Linked DNA regions of Mus musculus: all the other regions are linked to region 4. A link is a contact called in public ChIA-PET and Hi-C data. All regions are on one chromosome and are shown on one strand. The core of a region is the stretch at or near the end of the contact, and the rest is flanking DNA. Distances in the headings are between cores, read along the strand shown. Region 1 overlaps Lrch1 (leucine-rich repeats and calponin homology (CH) domain containing 1). Region 2 overlaps Lrch1 (leucine-rich repeats and calponin homology (CH) domain containing 1). Region 3 overlaps Siah3 (siah E3 ubiquitin protein ligase family member 3). Region 4 overlaps Lcp1 (lymphocyte cytosolic protein 1).

Region 1 (2,700 bases), core at 13-2,512, 260 kb before region 4:
ATTACCTCTCCTCTGATACTTCTAAAAATGCCTGTGGCTTACGTCAAACCTTTCAGAAACATCCGGAAATGCTGTCTAAACTGCCTTGGCTCATCATCACCGAAGCTCCAGCCTCAAGGTTCACCTGGCATCCTTTCCATCAGCATCAGTGTTATGCATGTATTTGGAGTGCAGCCTGCCTGGGACCACAGGAAGAGTTAGAGGTCTGGCACCTCTTTCTAGGGTTCTGAAAAACCCCAGGGCCAGGGTCAGAAAAAAACACAGGGTCGGGAACAGAGGTGACACTGGGGGCCACAACTCTCTAGTCTCTGAAATCAGAGTAATGGGGACAGGAGACATTTCCTTGAACAAGCAGTATCCCTGGAATGTGGTCATTACAAACCAAGAATCTTGGAGAGATAAAAGGAGGCCTAGACTTACTGAGCCTCTTCGCATCTGTCAGGTGCTATTTGAGCTTCAGCAAATCACAGTATCTCTGAGTCTGAGGCAGTAGCCATTTAATGGCCAGTTCCCTTTTCATAACGAAACTGAGACCTGGTGGGAATCACTGACTTTGCTACAAAAGCTAAGGCTTTCTCATAAAATCCTGGATGAAACCGCCATCTCTGTCCAAAATGCCTAATATTCTTCTCTGCTTGGAAAGATCCAGAAAAGCTGCCCATGCCAACAAAATGCAGCCCATCATCCCAGAACCCCAACCCAAGCCCAACACAGCCAGTTACAGCTCAGTCGTGGTCCTCAATGAAGAAGTGAGCTCTACAGATCCACTAAATGAGCTATTCAATTATGTCAATGGCTGACAATTACAAGTGACTGGCAGTTATGGCCTGTTATGTGACACTTTCCCAGGAACAAATACAACGTTCCGGGGACCTGTGGCATTCTCACGTGTGACCATGACCGCAGAGTGAGGGTCGGCTGCTCCACTCCTCACAGGTAGGTTCCAAATGTTCTGAGACAGGTCACAGAACCCTAGCACTCCCCAAACCACCTGGTGACAGTGGTCATCAGAACTGTCACTTGGCTGTAGCCAATGGCCACATGTCCTCTGCTTGCTATCCTTTCCTCCTCACTCTCTTTCTACCTACATTTATGTAATATCATCTATGATAGCATTAGAAATAGACTGACTAGAAATAGATCCCTTGTCCACATCCAAAGCCCATGAAGAAAAAATGTGAGGCTTTTAAGGCAGTAGAACTCAAGATAAAAAGTGAAAGTAAATTCTGAAGTGCTGATTCCTCTCCACCCCCCACCCCTGCCCCAGTATCCTCCCACACAACACTGGCCCACAAGGCTTAGAGCTGGGACTTTACACAGCAGGGTGGGTCTAAAAGCAGACATCTATAGGGACAGGACCAAAAAAATGATTAAAAGTGAACGGGAGATAGAGCTGCAGCCCAAAGTAGCAATGACTCAGATTAACAACACACCAGTAGGTGAGGCATATTCAAGGCCAGGATTTTGCGTCATGCTCATTTCTGTCCCAGCCATGGAAAGACCCATGGCATCTTCACGTGTGACAGCAGCATGAGTGTCAGCTGCTCCTCTCCTCACAGGTAGGTTCCAAGCGTTCTAAGACAGGTCACAGAAACTCTAAGCACCCGAGTGGTGACACACAGATGCCTGCCCCTGTGCTAAGCTGAAAAAGTTCCCAACCATCTGAGAAGCTGTGCTTCCCTTAAGGAATTACGTCTCGTTGGTTTGTTTGTTTGTTTGTTTGTTTTGGTTTTTCAAGACAGGGTTTCTGTATAGCCCTGGCTGTCCTGGAACTCACTCTGTAGACCAGGTTGACCTCGAACTCAGAAATCCGCCTGGAATTATGTCTCCATGTCACTAGGAGTTCCCCTCTTTACTTTTCAGTAGTGAAACACGTGAAAATGCCCAGCTCTCTGCTTGCTCGGTTCCCACGGGAGCACTCTGAGAGAGGAACTTCTATAGCAAACACACCAAACTGCACTGCCGTGATCCTTCCCAACCACAGCACAGATGCCATCCATGCTGTGCACACGGTCCAGCTCCAGAAGGTCCTTTTTTTGTTTGTTTGTTTTTTTCACAAGCAGCATTTTATAAAACAGTGTTCATCAGTCCTTGTGGATTTTGACTAGTCTGGCATGTGAAAGCTAAGGGTCAACTTGATGTGGTGGCTCGCATCTGTAACCCCAACCCAAGGAAGTAGAAACAGAAGAAACTACCACAAGTTCATGGGCAGCTTGGTCTGTGTAGTGAGTTCCAGGGCATCCAGAGCTACATACATAGAGAAACCTGTCTCACACTCCCTTACCCCCAAAACAAGCAATAAAGAAGAATTAAGTCTATACAATTACAAATGGGCAAAACCTTAAGAAACCAAAGTTCATTAAGAAACATTTAGAAAGATCAAGGGAAGTTGAGACAGCTCCAATAAACAGCGCACCTTACAAACACAAACCCGGAGTTCAACCCCCAGATCATGCAATTAAAATGCTTTGCATAGCATTTGTAATCCCAGCAGGAGGGGAGGGGCTAGCTAATCTAGCCTGTACAGTATGCTCCAGGACCAGTGAGAGACCCTGCCTCAAAAATCAAGGCAGACAGTGAGTGACAAGAGATATCCAGTGCTGACCTCTGGCACCTATACACATCTGCCTGTAAGAACATGCACTAACACATGCACGTGTGTGCACACTCACACCCCTACACATAAGGCACAAAGAGACT
Region 2 (2,893 bases), core at 325-2,824, 300 kb before region 4:
TGTGAGTGTGTGTGCGTGTGCGTGTTAGTGTTATACAGGGCATGCTTGAGACACAAGACTCAAATGCATCTTAAGTAGCCTGCTTGTAGTGTAAGCCACCTTGTTTGGTCCGTTGGTTGATTGGTTGGTTGGTTGGTTGGTTTCTTGGTTCGTTGGTCAGTTTCTTGGTTGGTTGGTTGGATTTTTTAAGACAGGGTTTTTCTGAGTAGCCTTGGCTTCCATGTGAACATCTGAGTAGCCCTGACTGTCCCTGCGAGCCTTGCTTGTTTGTTTGCTTGTTCATTTGTTTTTGATTGATTGGTTGATTTTTTTTTTTAAGATAGGGTTCCTCTGAGCAGCCCTGGCTGTCCCTGTGAGCCTTTTTAGCCCCCACCATTGCTGAGCACTCACCGCACAGCCTGATGAACAAAAAAGCTTTCCTAATTCTCAATCTCATTTACAGACAACCTTGCCAGGCTCATTGGCACACTCCTGCAATCCCAGTACTCACACAGCAAAGACGGGAAGATGGTGAGTTCAAGGTCAACCTCCACTAAGAAAAACTTAGTAGGGTGTTTCCCCTTACTTACAAAAAGGAAAGTGGGACATGGAATGTTAAAATAACTTGGCTTCTAGGGCACAGCTTAAAGGTCAAAAAGTTATAAATGTACTGAACGCCATCGAACTCTACACATAAATAAAAATGTGTAAAGTGGGGGATGGAAAGATAGCTCAGCCTGTAAAGCGCTGTATAGTCAGCATGAGGACTCCAAATGGAATAGCCAATACTCAAGGGGAAGCTGGCACCATGGTAGATGCCTGAAATCCCAGAGCAGGGGATGCAGAAATAGGCAGGTCTCCAGCTAGTCTCAGTAAGCAGTGAACTCCAGGTTCAGTGAGCCATCCTATCTCAAAATAAAATAAAATAAAATAAAACAAAATAAAATAAAGGGCTGAGGAAAACAGTGCCAACCCCTAACTTCTACACACACATGTGCTCACATATGCACATATCCATCACATATACACTACACATAGCCACAAATGCTTAAAGTGCTATATTTAATGTCATGTATATTCTAACACACATTTTTTTTAAATGCTTGAAAAGAATAGCTAGATCCAAAATCGGTTTCTTATACCAAAATAAATTCCAAGCAGACTAAAATTTTAGCAGTTTAGAAACTATAAAATTCCTAGGGGTGCAGGGGGTGTGTGAAAACTCTAGGATCCAAACCCAGTAATCCAACAGTCCACCATGAGAATCCCTGCCACTCGCTAATGGTCTCCCACAAATTACTGATTTATGGGTAAAATCCACCCAAAGTGCTATTACCCAGAACTACCTCATTATCATCAAATTAAGTTTCATAATAACTCAGCAGTAATTCATGGCTTCCAGGGAATCTGCCACACACTGGGCACGTCTGACTGCCGAGCATGTGGAGGCCAAGTGCCCGAGCAAGACCAAGAGGCACCTGGAGAGGCAGCCCAAGCAGAGCAGCCAGCTTGTTGACTGTGGAGACAGCCACTGCCAAGGAGCAGGGTCTGTGGGACGGATGCATTCCAGAGCCTACTTTTGGAGCCTGGAGTCAAGGGAGAAATGTTTGCTATGGAAAGGATGCAGAAAATAATCACACTCGTATCTGAAGAAGCCACAGCATACAGCAGGGAACAAACAAAATTACAGTTTTCCAAAATACCTCAGAGTTGAAAGCTTGCAAAAAGCCACAAATCTTTTCCTGTAAGTCTAAATAGAGTTCAGAGGGAGGAGGGAGGAGGGAGGAGGGAGGAGGGAGGAGGGAGGAAGGAGGAAGGAGGGGCCAATCGTGGATTCTCCCTGTGGCCTTCAGACAAATGTGAGTCCCAGATCTGGGGAGGACATTCTCCCTTCAGGCAGAACTAGGGAGTGGGGGTACAAGGTATGAGGGGGACAAGGGTAGAACTGCAAAAGAAGCACAGGGTGGGAAAACCAGAGCTCTATGAAGTCTGAGCTCACCACAAAGAGATGACAAATGCTTTCCACTCTGCCGTTGCTGTGTCAATCCATGCTTTGCTGCCTAGGATCCATGCTTTGTCCTAGGATCAACCTAACTGCATTTCACAGCAGGGAGAAAGTCAAACGCACCTCTCCCAGAATGCAAAGCGTCAATATGGAGTCTCATTCCCATCGCATAAGCCATGCCGGTTCCCAGGCCAGTGGCTCAATGAACATGAAACTAAAAGGGAAATCAGAACTGGCCTCGTGGTAGCACTTTTACCAAACTCTGAGCTTCAGGAGCAAGTAAGCACTTTGACTTCTTACCTCGCAGGTCTTATAAAATAAGAAAGATGCACCTCGGATCCAGATGGCCCTGCTGTAAAGGAGCCTTAGCTCTCCTCTTGCTATATAACTGATTGGTCAATGTTCTTCTTGGACTCACAGGCACAGGATCATTTCCTTAGTCCATGAGTTCCAGTACAGCCTGCCCTTCACCAAGGCTGAGACTCCACTGAGCTCGAATGCTAGGTCCTACTCTGCTGAGGATAGTCCTAAAAACAGAACCAAAGTTTAATTACAAGGGGCTCCAGTGAGTGGAGCATTGCCAACTTCGGCCAGCCAATTAGAGGCCTTAACCATGCCGTTGGTTAGCAGCATTATAAATGTGGTTCTTTTAATTTTTGCTCAGCACACGGGGCACAAGATGCATGCCCACAGGGCTGGGTGCCTAGAGTTCAGAGAGATTTCCCAGGCACTGTCAAATTCAGAACAAAAATTAAAAAAAAAAAAAAGAAAGATGATTTGTGACACTTTCAAGATGGCTAGTCCAGGGGATGCTTTATAAACTTCAGCTGTAGCAACGCTGTGTCCTGTGTCCCATGTCCTGCTCCAGGGCATTTCCATGGTGAGTTGGAGTGGTCATAAGGGGCTGGG
Region 3 (2,719 bases), core at 209-2,708, 330 kb after region 4:
GAAAACCAGTAGGCCCAGAAGAAAAACACATGTATTTGTGTCTTCTTACTTAAAAATAGAGAAAGAGAGAATGAGAGAGAGAGAGAGAGAGAGAGAGAGAGAGAGAGAGAGAGAGAGGTAAGAGAAGCTGCTTTGGAATTGCACATGAAAACCTCATTAAGCTAAATAGTAGAAAATTATGAGCAGCTATAAAAATGGATAATTTATTAATTAAAGCTAAGTTCTTTACTAACAAATGAATTTAAATACTGTGAGAAGGAACGAGATTAAGGAACTTCCTATTCTGTGGATAAGAATTCCCTCAAGGCTCTGCTCTCCCAGTCCCCCTGTGCATTCCTGCTTTACCAGCTGTCTGCCGGGCTCGGTGTGACTACTAATCAGGCAGCTATCCAACTGGAGTACAGCCCCATTACCTCTATTGTAAAGGGACAATGGAGCCTAGTGGGACTTAGAGGTCGTTAAAGAATCAAAGACATACAGGGGGAAGGCTGAAGTCTTTTAGAACCTTCTCCTTGACCCCTACAAGGATTTCGGGGGCTTTTGTGAGGTGAGAAGGGACTCCCAGGTCTGACCAAGTGGTCAAGGGAGTGAGTGACCCTCTTACCCACCCTTCAAGCTCCAACTTTCCTGAGAGCTAGCCCAGACTCCCCTCAGAGGCCACGTTTGCATTTTAACAAAGTTGTATAGGTGATCTGTGTGCGCACTGCACAGGGTTGAGGACTGTGGGTCTAGCTCACAGAGTAGTTAGTGAAAGGGGCTTTCTGGTGCTTGTGAAACTGCTAGGATTGCTATATGTGATTTACACACGTGTGAACTTTGGGATGGGGTGAGCTGTAGATGTGTCCTCCACTCCACTGATTCCCTTAGGTATGAGGTGGAGAGAAAGGAAGTAAGCCAGCTGTCCTGGATGATCCTAGGGAACTCAGGTGCAGGTTGTCATACAAGACAAAGAACTTCAGCCTTGAGAAGGCTGAACTAGAGACTGAGGACTTCATCTCTAATTAAGAGAGCAGGCCTTTTTGGAGTCTAGAAACTGCATAGAAAATGAACACTCTCCAATAGGGAGGACAAAATAGACCAAGGTGGAAATGAGCCATGGTGGATTCTGGGAAGAAATAACTATATGGGGACAATTTGAATTGCCTTGAAGTCGCACCAACTAATTATCTTAAACACTAATAAACTTGTCCCTTAGAGACACATCGCAACTGTAATAACTCAAAGATGAGCAGCAGATGAATGAGTTACTTGGGACTGGATGGATGGCTAAGCTCCCAAGCCCAGAGGGCAGCAATTTCCCCTTCTCCCTTCCTACCTCCCTGAAGCCTGATTTTTATTAAATATGCACCTAGCATCTGGCAAAGATCTAGACTTAATAAAACACCTGCCCCACCTCACTTACAAGGATGCTTGATGCTATCAGTAGCTCTTTGAGGATGCACAGTTCCTCGGGTTGGGGTGAGGGGAGCCACTTCTGCAGTGAGGTGTTTATTTCCTGAGCTGAGCCCTTTAGACTAGTCTCAGAAAGGAACTTTCTGGCTCTAGGACCACAAGACAAGGTCTGTACTCTCGCCGGCAGGGCTGTGGGCTTCTTCAGTGCCTGTCTTCCAACTTTCCAGGTCCTATGGCTCTCTAGAACTGACCTACAAGGTTCTTGGTCTCCATTGTTCTCATCCAAGTGTGACTCTCAGGCCCTTATTCCCATCCCCCAGCTAGGTATTAATGTCACAGGCAACCAGATAGAACCTCCAACAGAGGAGCCAAAGGAACGGGGAAGGTGAAAGACCTAAATTCTTAATCCAGTTAGTCCCATTTATCAGTGACCTGGAGACAATAGCCACACATACACCTCTCCCCCATTTTTCTGTTCAAGAGCCCTGAAGGAGAAACACTCAAGGAAGAGATAGCTGAGGAGGGTTATGCGAGGATGAATAGCCCGATTTGTTCATAGGCTTCTCTGAACTGGCAAAGCAGCCTTGCCTTAAACAAATGCTTGACAATGGTAATGATGACCATGACAAGGGTAGTGGTGAGGGTGTTGGTTATGGTGGTAGTGGTGAGGGTGGTGATGAGGGTGGTGGTAGAGCTTTCATTTGTGAATTACAAATTTCATTACAGGGCCATGCTATTTCACACACACACACACACACACACACACACACACACACACACACACACAAACCTTTTCCTCCAATGCAGGCTTAAGTTCAAATAACCACTTTAGGCTTTCTTAAGAATTTATCCTTATAGTGGGATATGTGCCCTGTGATCAGGACTGCTAGGCTTGTTCTGCTCATTGTAGCCAGGATGCACTGTCTAGTGGTCAGGTGGACATACTCATTGGAAGACTTTAGCTGATGACAATATTAATCCCAGCTGAAATTATGAAGAGTCTTTAAAGGATATTTAGGAAGGGCATTCATGATTAATTATCTCCTCTACTTTAGGGTATAATTCTAGAAATTATGGAAAGAGCATGTCATCAGCTCTGCCCCAATCAACCAGCTGTGGCTTTCTTACTTTGGTCTCTAGTGTGACACAACGTTCTCTGAATCTCACTCAGTCCTTCCCCACACTCTGTGCAATCTTATAATTCCCACTTTGTAAATCAGGAATCAGAAGCATGAAGAGGTTAATTAAAGAGTCCAGGATTCATACCTATATTAGTATGACTTCAAAAATCAATTTTCTTTCTATTCTACATCCCTGATTTCACATC
Region 4 (2,700 bases), core at 198-2,697:
GTTGCTGGCTTCTGCTACTTCTTGTAGGGCTGTCTGGATTATTTGTTAAGGCTGAAGGCCATGCAAATGAATGTCTCTACATTTTGGAGGAAAGGTCCTGTCTACACAGGGAATTCTTTTAAGCGACTGAAGCATATAGCCTCGAAGTATTGTACCATCTCTCAGCTTGTATTCATTTAGAACTGTCAGTCAAGCCCAGGACTGATGTTACATATACACTGTCCTGCACACATGGTGAAAACCTGTGTTTCTAACTGTTGGAAACCACTCTAGCAGGACAACTTAAAACCAAAATCAGAAGCAAGACAAACAAACAAACAAACAACAACAACAACAAAAAACCAAAACAAGAAAAAGAAAAAAAAAGTGATGACTTGTCAACACACACCTTGAGGTCAAATTTACCAAGAATTTACTGTAATTGGCTTCTATTAAATGAACTTTTTAAAAAAGGATGTCTGCATAGCTAAATTTAAATGGAATTCACCACTTTTTTCTATGAAGAGTGAATTTCTGGAAGTTTTGGTGTCTGGCCATTAATCTTTCTTTACTTGCAGTACTCATCTGCCTGGCTGGTTTCAAGGCAAAAAGTAAAACTAACCCAAAAAACAGTGGGGTCTCCGGAGGAGAGGCTTAAGGTCCAGAAAATACTAGGGGGAAAAAAAACGTACTCCAAAGATTTTCATCAGAGATAGTAATAAGAATGTAATTTAAAAAAAAATGCTGTGAAGGCTTGTCAACATTTCCCCCTTACATTTGGGAAGGAATAACACTGAATATGGCAGAGTTAGTGCCAACCACGTTTGGCTTGCTGAAGCATCCACCTGCCATGCCTGCCTACAGAGCACAGCGTCTTACTCATGGTAGCAGCACGAGGGAGGGAGGGCTCTTCCGGACCTCAGGTTCTACGGTGGCAGTTTGCAGTGGTCTCTGATGACATTTCGTTAGCAGTCCCTGTCTGGCAGGAGTGTTTTAAACTTCGTCTCCTTTGTATGTTGTACCTTGCAACAGTCAGGACTGTTAGATTAAAAAGGATCCCAGTGTTTTAACCTGATTGATACTTCTACCTCAGAACCGTTTGGAGAAGGGTGGCCCGCGCGTGTGTTTAAACTAGAACAGGAAGGGGACCTGTGCAGGGCCTCAGAGATGCGCATGCTCAGGCCGCTCAAATGTAGAACCCTGTACTGTATCGACCTGGGGGGCGGAGGGGGGGGGCGGAGTGGTAAGAAGGAAAATGTTAGTGTGTATTCTGGCTGTGCACGTCCAACTCTTTTTTTTTAGAATGTTTCATCTGAACTTAATCGAGTTTGTGGATATGGAATGTGTAAAGCTGGAGAGCCGACTGCCACCAATGCGGTTACTTTTAAGTGCTTAGTTTGTGTAACCACATGACTTCCTGGAATCCTCTCCAGTGCCTTGAGCTATCGGGAGTGAGCTGAAGTTACCTAAGGTCCAAGGGCACAAGGGTCAGGGTGGGGCAGGAGTTGGTCTGGATTTCGGGTGCCCCGGGACTGTGCTGGCTGCAGGGTCCGCCTTCCGTGGAGCATGCTGGGAGAAGCTATCATCCTGGAGACACATCGAAAAGCCTAATGTGTGTGTGTGTGTGTGTGTGTGTGTGTGTGTGTGAAGGAGAAGAGAGAGAGCAGAGACAGAGAGAGTGTGTGTGTACAGGTGTTCAAGACAGAGAAAGGAAAAAAATCGCCAGACACCCCAAAGGAGTTTGATATTCATAAATAGGTTCCTTGGCACATTTCATGTAACGGTGGGATGATTCATTAACAGTTTTGCTAAGAATTTTTGGTGCCTTCACGCATTTGCCTCAGCCCACTTCCTCAGCCTTCTTTCATGCCACTTCCTTCTTGTTGAACCTCTCCCCTCCCCCTCCCACGTCTTACCAACCCACGTTCTGGTTCTGGGCGCCGCGCTAGACCGCAAGCCACCAGAAAGTTCCATGCTGTTTCACTCTTTCTCGCTGTTTCTTCAATGATCTTCCCCCTGAATTGTCTGACTTTTCAAGGGCCTCTTGGAAAGGCAGGTCCTCAGCTTGCTTCCTCCACTGACTGAAGTTTGCCTAAGGCTTTGCCTTCAGGTCAGCGTTGCATCTTCTTAATATTTTCCCCCCTGTCCTGTCGCACATATAGAGCGGAGTTCCCTCTCTCCGCCGGCGCACAGGGCTGCTGAAGATATTGACTGGAATGAATAGTTGTCACTTTTTTTTTTTTTTTTAATGAATTCGTTACATAACAGGAAGGCCTCCGATTTCACTTCCTACTTTCATGCTCCCTGAGTCCTTGTGGCGACTGCTCTGAGGGGACACGTGGCAGTCATTGTCCTCAGAGCTTGCTCCCCTCCTTTTCCAAGGCTCCAGTCTTCATTTGAGCCTCACAGCGCCAAATGGACAACGGCTTCGGGAAATATAAGAAATGATACGGTAACTGTAGACTTCAGAAATAAATGACACCAGTCCATCATTGTATTTTAAATGCAGTTACAGGCATACTACCCAGCAATCCTTACATAAGCTGAATTCCCCAGATAGGCCTTTGTTTATGAAGTGAACGCAAGTACACATGTTAGGAACATTACTTAATCACTCTGTATTCTTAGAAAATTCTCAAGTCGCCTTTTCCTTTTTTTTTTTTTTTTTTCACCTGAGGACTGCAGGCCCCTCTGCACATATAGGGGATGTACCAATCAAAT

Evidence for each region. A called contact is a pair of places that touch in the nucleus more often than the background predicts. ChIA-PET counts read pairs in DNA pulled down with a chosen protein or histone mark.
Region 1: a contact with region 4 is called in an RNA polymerase II ChIA-PET map of memory CD8 T cells, with 152 read pairs. The contact joins two enhancer-like sites. A contact is called at or near these places in 2 of 484 Hi-C or Micro-C datasets (the NIH/3T3 cell line and granulocyte-monocyte progenitors) and 2 of 115 datasets of contacts at active chromatin or transcription factors (memory CD8 T cells and microglia).
Region 2: an RNA polymerase II ChIA-PET map of memory CD8 T cells shows a contact between it and region 4, with 31 read pairs. The contact joins two enhancer-like sites. A contact is called at or near these places in 1 of 484 Hi-C or Micro-C datasets (T follicular helper cells) and 2 of 115 datasets of contacts at active chromatin or transcription factors (bone marrow-derived macrophages and memory CD8 T cells).
Region 3: a contact with region 4 is called in a Hi-C map of CD4 T cells, with 3 times the contacts expected there. The contact joins two enhancer-like sites. A contact is called at or near these places in 2 of 484 Hi-C or Micro-C datasets (both in CD4 T cells), 3 of 115 datasets of contacts at active chromatin or transcription factors (embryonic stem cells, memory CD8 T cells and thymic regulatory T cells) and 1 of 9 other capture datasets (adipose tissue).

What each region holds. Positions count from the first base shown.
Region 1 is chr14:74,917,414-74,920,113 of GRCm38.p6, forward strand. The region is part of intron 1 of Lrch1 (leucine-rich repeats and calponin homology (CH) domain containing 1); the gene reads right to left. Among named protein-coding and RNA genes, the nearest start is that of Gm10847, 3.4 kb to the right of the region's middle. Within about 2 kb of position 1,263, at least 56 of the 459 cell types and tissues checked have an H3K27ac peak or open chromatin away from gene starts, as enhancers often do. A contact at or near this core is called in granulocyte-monocyte progenitors, memory CD8 T cells and microglia, where this site is marked.
Region 2 is chr14:74,875,932-74,878,824 of GRCm38.p6, forward strand. The region is part of intron 1 of Lrch1 (leucine-rich repeats and calponin homology (CH) domain containing 1); the gene reads right to left. Among named protein-coding and RNA genes, the nearest start is that of Gm10847, 45 kb to the right of the region's middle. Within about 2 kb of position 1,575, at least 25 of the 459 cell types and tissues checked have an H3K27ac peak or open chromatin away from gene starts, as enhancers often do. A contact at or near this core is called in memory CD8 T cells, where this site is marked.
Region 3 is chr14:75,504,938-75,507,656 of GRCm38.p6, forward strand. All of the region lies in intron 1 of Siah3 (siah E3 ubiquitin protein ligase family member 3), which reads left to right. Among named protein-coding and RNA genes, the nearest start is that of Gm35966, 19 kb to the right of the region's middle. Within about 2 kb of position 1,459, at least 33 of the 459 cell types and tissues checked have an H3K27ac peak or open chromatin away from gene starts, as enhancers often do.
Region 4 is chr14:75,177,579-75,180,278 of GRCm38.p6, forward strand. All of the region lies in intron 2 of Lcp1 (lymphocyte cytosolic protein 1), which reads left to right. Among named protein-coding and RNA genes, the nearest start is that of Gm15628, 42 kb to the left of the region's middle. Within about 2 kb of position 1,448, at least 161 of the 459 cell types and tissues checked have an H3K27ac peak or open chromatin away from gene starts, as enhancers often do. A contact at or near this core is called in granulocyte-monocyte progenitors, memory CD8 T cells and microglia, where this site is marked.